Regions from separate parts of the Sus scrofa genome. Here region 1 is linked to region 2. Evidence: chromatin contacts called from public HiChIP or PLAC-seq data. All regions are on one chromosome and are shown on one strand. The core of a region is the stretch at or near the end of the contact, and the rest is flanking DNA. Distances in the headings are between cores, read along the strand shown.

Evidence for each region. HiChIP or PLAC-seq counts read pairs in DNA pulled down with a chosen protein or histone mark.
Region 1: an H3K27ac HiChIP or PLAC-seq map of alveolar macrophages shows a contact between it and region 2. The contact joins two enhancer-like sites. A contact is called at or near these places in 2 of 47 Hi-C or Micro-C datasets (embryonic fibroblasts and fetal heart ventricle) and 2 of 2 datasets of contacts at active chromatin or transcription factors (alveolar macrophages and skeletal muscle).

Annotation. Positions count from the first base shown.
Region 1 is chr13:180,333,652-180,336,468 of Sscrofa11.1, reverse strand. All of the region lies in intron 3 of LOC106505836 (a long non-coding RNA gene), which reads right to left. Among named protein-coding and RNA genes, the nearest start is that of USP25, 240 kb to the left of the region's middle. Within about 2 kb of position 1,483, at least 3 of the 83 cell types and tissues checked have an H3K27ac peak or open chromatin away from gene starts, as enhancers often do. A contact at or near this core is called in alveolar macrophages, where this site is marked.
Region 2 is chr13:179,727,090-179,729,989 of Sscrofa11.1, reverse strand. No RefSeq gene overlaps it. Among named protein-coding and RNA genes, the nearest start is that of NRIP1, 190 kb to the left of the region's middle. Within about 2 kb of position 1,524, at least 1 of the 83 cell types and tissues checked has an H3K27ac peak or open chromatin away from gene starts, as enhancers often do. A contact at or near this core is called in alveolar macrophages, where this site is marked.

The DNA.
Region 1 (2,817 bases), core at 234-2,733, 610 kb before region 2:
CTCCTCTCTTGCCTTCTTAGATGTGTTCTTTCTCTCCATTATCTTTTCTCTCCCTTCATTCTGTTTCTAGTTATTTCTAATTCTTAATTATTTTGATCCATTATCACTATGGACATAGCAGATGGTTCTTAAGTATTTCTTGTGAAGGGGAGGAAGACATGCTGCAAATACTCATACATAAATCATTTTATCTTTGTTAAACAGGAGAAATGTGATTAGAGACTATTATCTCACAGTAGTCATAGGGATAGGCGGGGGGATGAATGTGAAAGTAGTATTGGAAGTAGAGTGAGAGAAATTGGGTCTCAGGTGTGGAATGAAAGAAGTAGGATTCTGAGGCGGAAAAAGTGGAGCTTGTCTAGAAATACTCTCCATATTTCTAGCTAGGATATGGGATCATTGTTGGGGTACTTTTGATTAAGCAAGAGATGCCATAGAAGAGAAGAGTTAGAAGATACATAGTAAATTCAGCTTTGTAAAGGCTGATTTTAAAAGTGTTTCAGGTTACCCATGAGGGCTTTCCAGGGACAAATGGAGAAATGAGGCTGTGCCTTTGAAGAAGAATACACTTGTAATTCATCATCTTAAAGGTGATAGTTCAACTAGAGAATAGGGTTCAGAGGCCTGAGGGAAAATGCAAGATGAAGAATAAGATAGAAGAGTTTTCCAAAAGTCTACAAAAGTTGGACCAGAGAAGTAGGTGGGGGAAAAAGCAGGTGAAGGGGGAAAATGCTTCATATTGAAAGTGCCAAACATTACAGAGAAGTTGAGAACCATACGCGCTAAGAATTGGAAGTAGCAAAAGTAGGCTTAATAATTGTCCAATGCATTTGACCCCATGAAAAAGCCATTTCAGTGGCGATGAAGACTGCAGGCTGATTAGTAACAGGGGTATTAACTACTCTTTCAATACTTTTGCCTGTGAGGAAAGAATTTGAGTTGCAATGGGAATCCAGAAGTAGGCAGATCTTGGGTCTTAGTAAAAGGGGCTGTGTGATGAGGAGGCTTTTTCCAAGAGGGTGAAAAGGGGAGTCATCCTAAGGGAGCACCACGTTTAAGGTTAGGTTGAGGGGGACCTGGGTGAAATGCTTGAATGAAAAGGGACATTTATTTACAGTAGCATATGGATTCCATAGGGCACTGAGGAAAGAAGTTACTATGATTCTCCAGCCATATGTGCCAGGAACTGTGCAGTGGTGAGGAAAGAAGGCATTGTTCCTGCCTCCAAGAAGCTAATGGCCCAGTAGCGATACTCATCTAGTTAACAAAATATTTAACAAGAGCCTACTATATGCTAGGAGACACTGTTCCAGGCACTGAAAATACAGTGGAGGGCACAAAACAAAGTCTAGGCCCTCAGAGAGACTGTAATCCAGTAGAGGCAGACATGCAAACAAATTCTTTCACCATTTAGAGAGCTGTGATAGCTGCCTTGCCCCATAGAATTACGTTCCTCTGGTTTTTCTTCTATTAAGCAACAATGGAAAGACTTGTCAATTCTACGGGGCAAGGCAGCTAGGAGGAAGCAGGTGAAGATTCTCCTTTGCAAAGCAGGGGATAATGACTGAGATGAGTCTTGAAAGATGAATGGGTATTCACCACATGGACTGTGCAGGGAGAAGGCAGGAGAGGTGGAGGGAGCCATGTGAGCAAAGGCCAGGAGTTTGACAGGAAAATGGAATGAGGATGGCAAGATGACTCATAGCAGAGGAACAAAGAGTAGGGTGGGGACCAGGATGTGAGAGGACAGAGGACTGTTGGAGCGTGCATTTTGGGTGGAGGCCAAAGGTGGCAGGAATGAAAAGCTTTGAGGGATTAAGTGGTCCCAAGGTTCTGAAAGACTCTGGCTTAGAGTGCTGTTCACTCTGGCACAGAGAGAGTCAGGACTGGTGCTACTGTCAGCGGCCCAGCCTGGTCAGCAGGCTTGGTCAGGTTTCCAAAATGGAAAAGTGCTCTGTGCTTCTGTGAAGCTCGGCCTCGCCAGGCTGGAAGAATGGCGGTGATGTGGCATCTTAGGCAGGATGGGAGCATGTGGAAAGTGAAAGATTCCATGAGGTCTCCTGGCTGCACAGTTATGTAGAGGCATCCAGACAGATATTCTCACAGGGCCTCTGGCTGGCCACGGGAACACAGGAAACAAACGGAGTCTTATTTCTCTGTGAGGTCCAGTTCTTGCCCCAAAGGAAGGGAATCAGAATCAAGGAGCCTTAGGTCCTTGTCAGCACTGACATTCTAAGAATCTACTTGTGAGCAAAACCTCTTGAGGTAAAGTGTGCACTCATTTTTTTGTAATCTGACTTTGGAACAACTCTTTTCTCCCACACAAAACAACACGACTTTTTAGTAAAGGAGTCAACACATAATAGAAGTGCAGTCAATATGCGATCAGTTGAATCATTTCATACTCGTGGGAAATTTTTATTTTTCACGTTAAAAAGTAATTGGTTGTTCTAAGTGAGCTCTGGGTGCAAATAATACAAACCGAATTTGTGTTATCATTTTGCGCTCTTGATGTTTCACATTGGTTGCCTAAGGACAAATGCTTCCAAGCTCCTATTTCTTTCTGGTTTTTCAGCTAGTAAATCGGCATGCAAATTAACCTACACCTAAAGATCTGGATTCTGAAGGCAGGAGGGCTGGGGATAAATAAATATTTTTATAAAGTTTTTTAAATTTAAGAATATGTACTATCTTGAAATCTATCATTATTTTGTTCAAATCAGTATTGGTGTAGCCATGGAAACTTGGGAGATGAAGGTAAACATCAGTCAAATGAAATAGTTTGAATTTATCTGCACTTGTGCCGGGAATCTCTGA
Region 2 (2,900 bases), core at 275-2,774:
ACAGAAGAGCAGACTCTGAACTAGGAAAGAGTAGACTCTAGATTGGCTCAGGTCAGAAAAATTTCTCTTCACTGTTATTGACCAGGATTTTCATCAACTCCCTCATGTAAGGCAGAGGCAGACTTTCCTAGTGCCCAGCAGTGACCAATTCTTTCCCTCCAGGCTCATGAAAGGTTACATTTCCCAACTAATTTTCAGTTAGGTAGGATCATATGTTTTTCTGGCCAAAGGAACATAAACAGAAGTGCCATGTGTTACTTTCTAGACCAAAGTGTAAAAGAATGGGTCTGAAATTTTCACTCTCTTCCCCCTTGCTGAGGCAACTGATGACTTTCAAATGGTGAAGTCTCCAGCAACCTGAATCCTTGACTGAGGAAATAAACAAAAGCCCCTGCACTACCCATTGAAGGATGTGCAGGGTGCCTGAACTGATAACTTTTTAAAAATATTAAGACCCTTTGTCTGACTTTTCTATTGCATCGATAACAAATTACCTCAAACTAAGTGTCTTAAAGCAATACAAATTTATTATCTTACACTTCCAGAGGTCAGCAGTCCTAAAATCACAGTTTTGTCAAGGCTGCATTCCTACTAGAGGCTTTTGGGGAAAATATGTGTCCTTGTCTTTTCGAGATTCTAGAAGGTGCCTACATTCCTTGCCTTGTGGGTCCTTCATCTTCAAAGTTATCAGCATGGCATCTTCAAATCCGTCTCTGTTTCTGTCTGTCTCTCTCTCTCTTTTTATCTCTCTCTTTTCTGTTTCCATCTTCCCATTCTCTTCTTTGACTCTGAGCCTCCTGCCTTCACTTATTTTAAGGAACCCTTGTGAATACATTAGTCCCATCCAGATAATCCTGTGTAATTTCACTATCTCAAAAATTTTAACTCAATCTGCAAAATCTCTTTTGCATACAAGGCCACATTTACAGGTTCTGGGGATTAGAATATGGATATCATTGGGGACACGTAACTTACCATATCCTTGGATTTAGGGGTTTATGTGTTACTACAGAATAACCTAGTATATACTGAGTAATGAAGAAGCTACTGGAAGCTAATAGCAGAACATCATTGTTCATTAACATGGGGGTTTGAGGATCTTAAATGAGCTACTTAGCAGGTTCAACTAGTCTCAACTTTATAAGGTTATAAACTATAAAAATTGTTGTGCTGGGAGTGAGGCAGAAATCAAAAGATGAACCATTAAGCCTAGTAGTAACAGGAAGTGGCATGTGTCAATGGCATCGCAACATCCCAAGAAGCCACATCAATTAGGTATCTAATGTGTGACCTGTCACATAAACCAGTCCAGCCACAAGCCCCTTGTGCTCCCGCTATTGATTGTGGCTCAGATAGTTGGAATTAAAAAGAGTCTCAAGCACACAGAGCTCTGCTGGTTCTGTCATGGAGAGATTGAACTGTGGCTTTTTCTCAAGGAATTCCCCTTATAGTGATGATCATGCTTGCCCTGTGACCTTGAACTATGAGTATATTTGTTTCATAATCAACCCTCTCTGAATCATGGGAAGGGGTTCCCAGGAGTCAGAGAAATCAGAAATAGCAACTCTTCTGTGCATCCCAGTGAACACATGTGATTCTGGGGCTTTATCCAAGTTGGTTTTTAGCAACATCTACTCTCTTTGGAGAAAATACTCTAAGTCACTTTCTTACACATTTCTCTATCAATTATGGTCACCTCAGGTCATAGGTATCTCTACCTGCCCTGAATTCTTAGCATATTGTCCACTCTCAGACTCTGTCCAAGGGCTTGGGATTTTTTTTTTTTTTAACTGTGTTGTGTCCTTAGGGCAAGTGGTGTGACTTATTTTGCTTAAATCTTATTTTGTCTTAATTTGTCTTATTTAAGACTTATTTTGTCTTAAATCTTCTTTGGCGTATAGGGCTGAACACAGAATAGATGCTCAATAAATAACTGATAATTAAAAAACATGATGGAGGATAATGTGAAAAAAGAATGTACATTTATGTATAACTGGGTCACTTTGCTGTCAGCATACATTGATAGAACATTGTAAATCAACTATAATAGAAAATTTAAAATAATAAAAAAACCAAATTGCAGAACTTGCTTATGAAAGATATGTACAAAATGCATAAAACTGATAATTATGTCTTATTCTCAAGTTTCTGGTTTCTAGATTTTCCAGACAAGGTAAACATCGAATAACTGCAAAATAAGATTTTCCTATTTGGGTATTTTTATATTACACTCTACTTATTGTATAACTTCACCTGAAGGAATTATAACAAAATACGTACATTATCTCTAATGAGTAAGAGTATATTTCTAAAGATGAATTATAGAAATAACCACATTTTATTTATTTGGTTTTTTTCCTGTCTGGACAAAAAAAGCTTTTTAATCTGCAGATAAATGTAATGCTCAGCTACCATTATATAATTTTTATCAAGTGAAATCTTATGATAGGAAGGCACTCATTAAAAAAAAAATCCTGATTTTTTATGCAGTAGTTACAGTTCAAGATACAAGCAGATCAGGACAGATGATTAGGGTATACGCAGCAAGACTGCAAATGAAGTTTTGTGGGTTTAGACAATGTCTCATATAAGAAAGGAAGCTGATAAGTATGAGACTTGTCCTAAATTTTTATCGCTTTAACTCCAGAAGATCATACATTCAACCATTCACATATTAATTCCTCCATTTATTCTTTCGAAATTTCTTCAGGACCCATTAAGAAAATACTGTAATTCATTTATAAGGACATAAGCTTTGGAGACTGACTGACATCTAAGTATTAACCTTGGCTTAACAACTTACCAAATGTATCCAGTTGGGCAGAGGTGGCCCTCTGACCCTTAGTTTTGTCACTTATTAGCATGATAATAGTCTACACTTAAGGATCTTTGTGAAAATT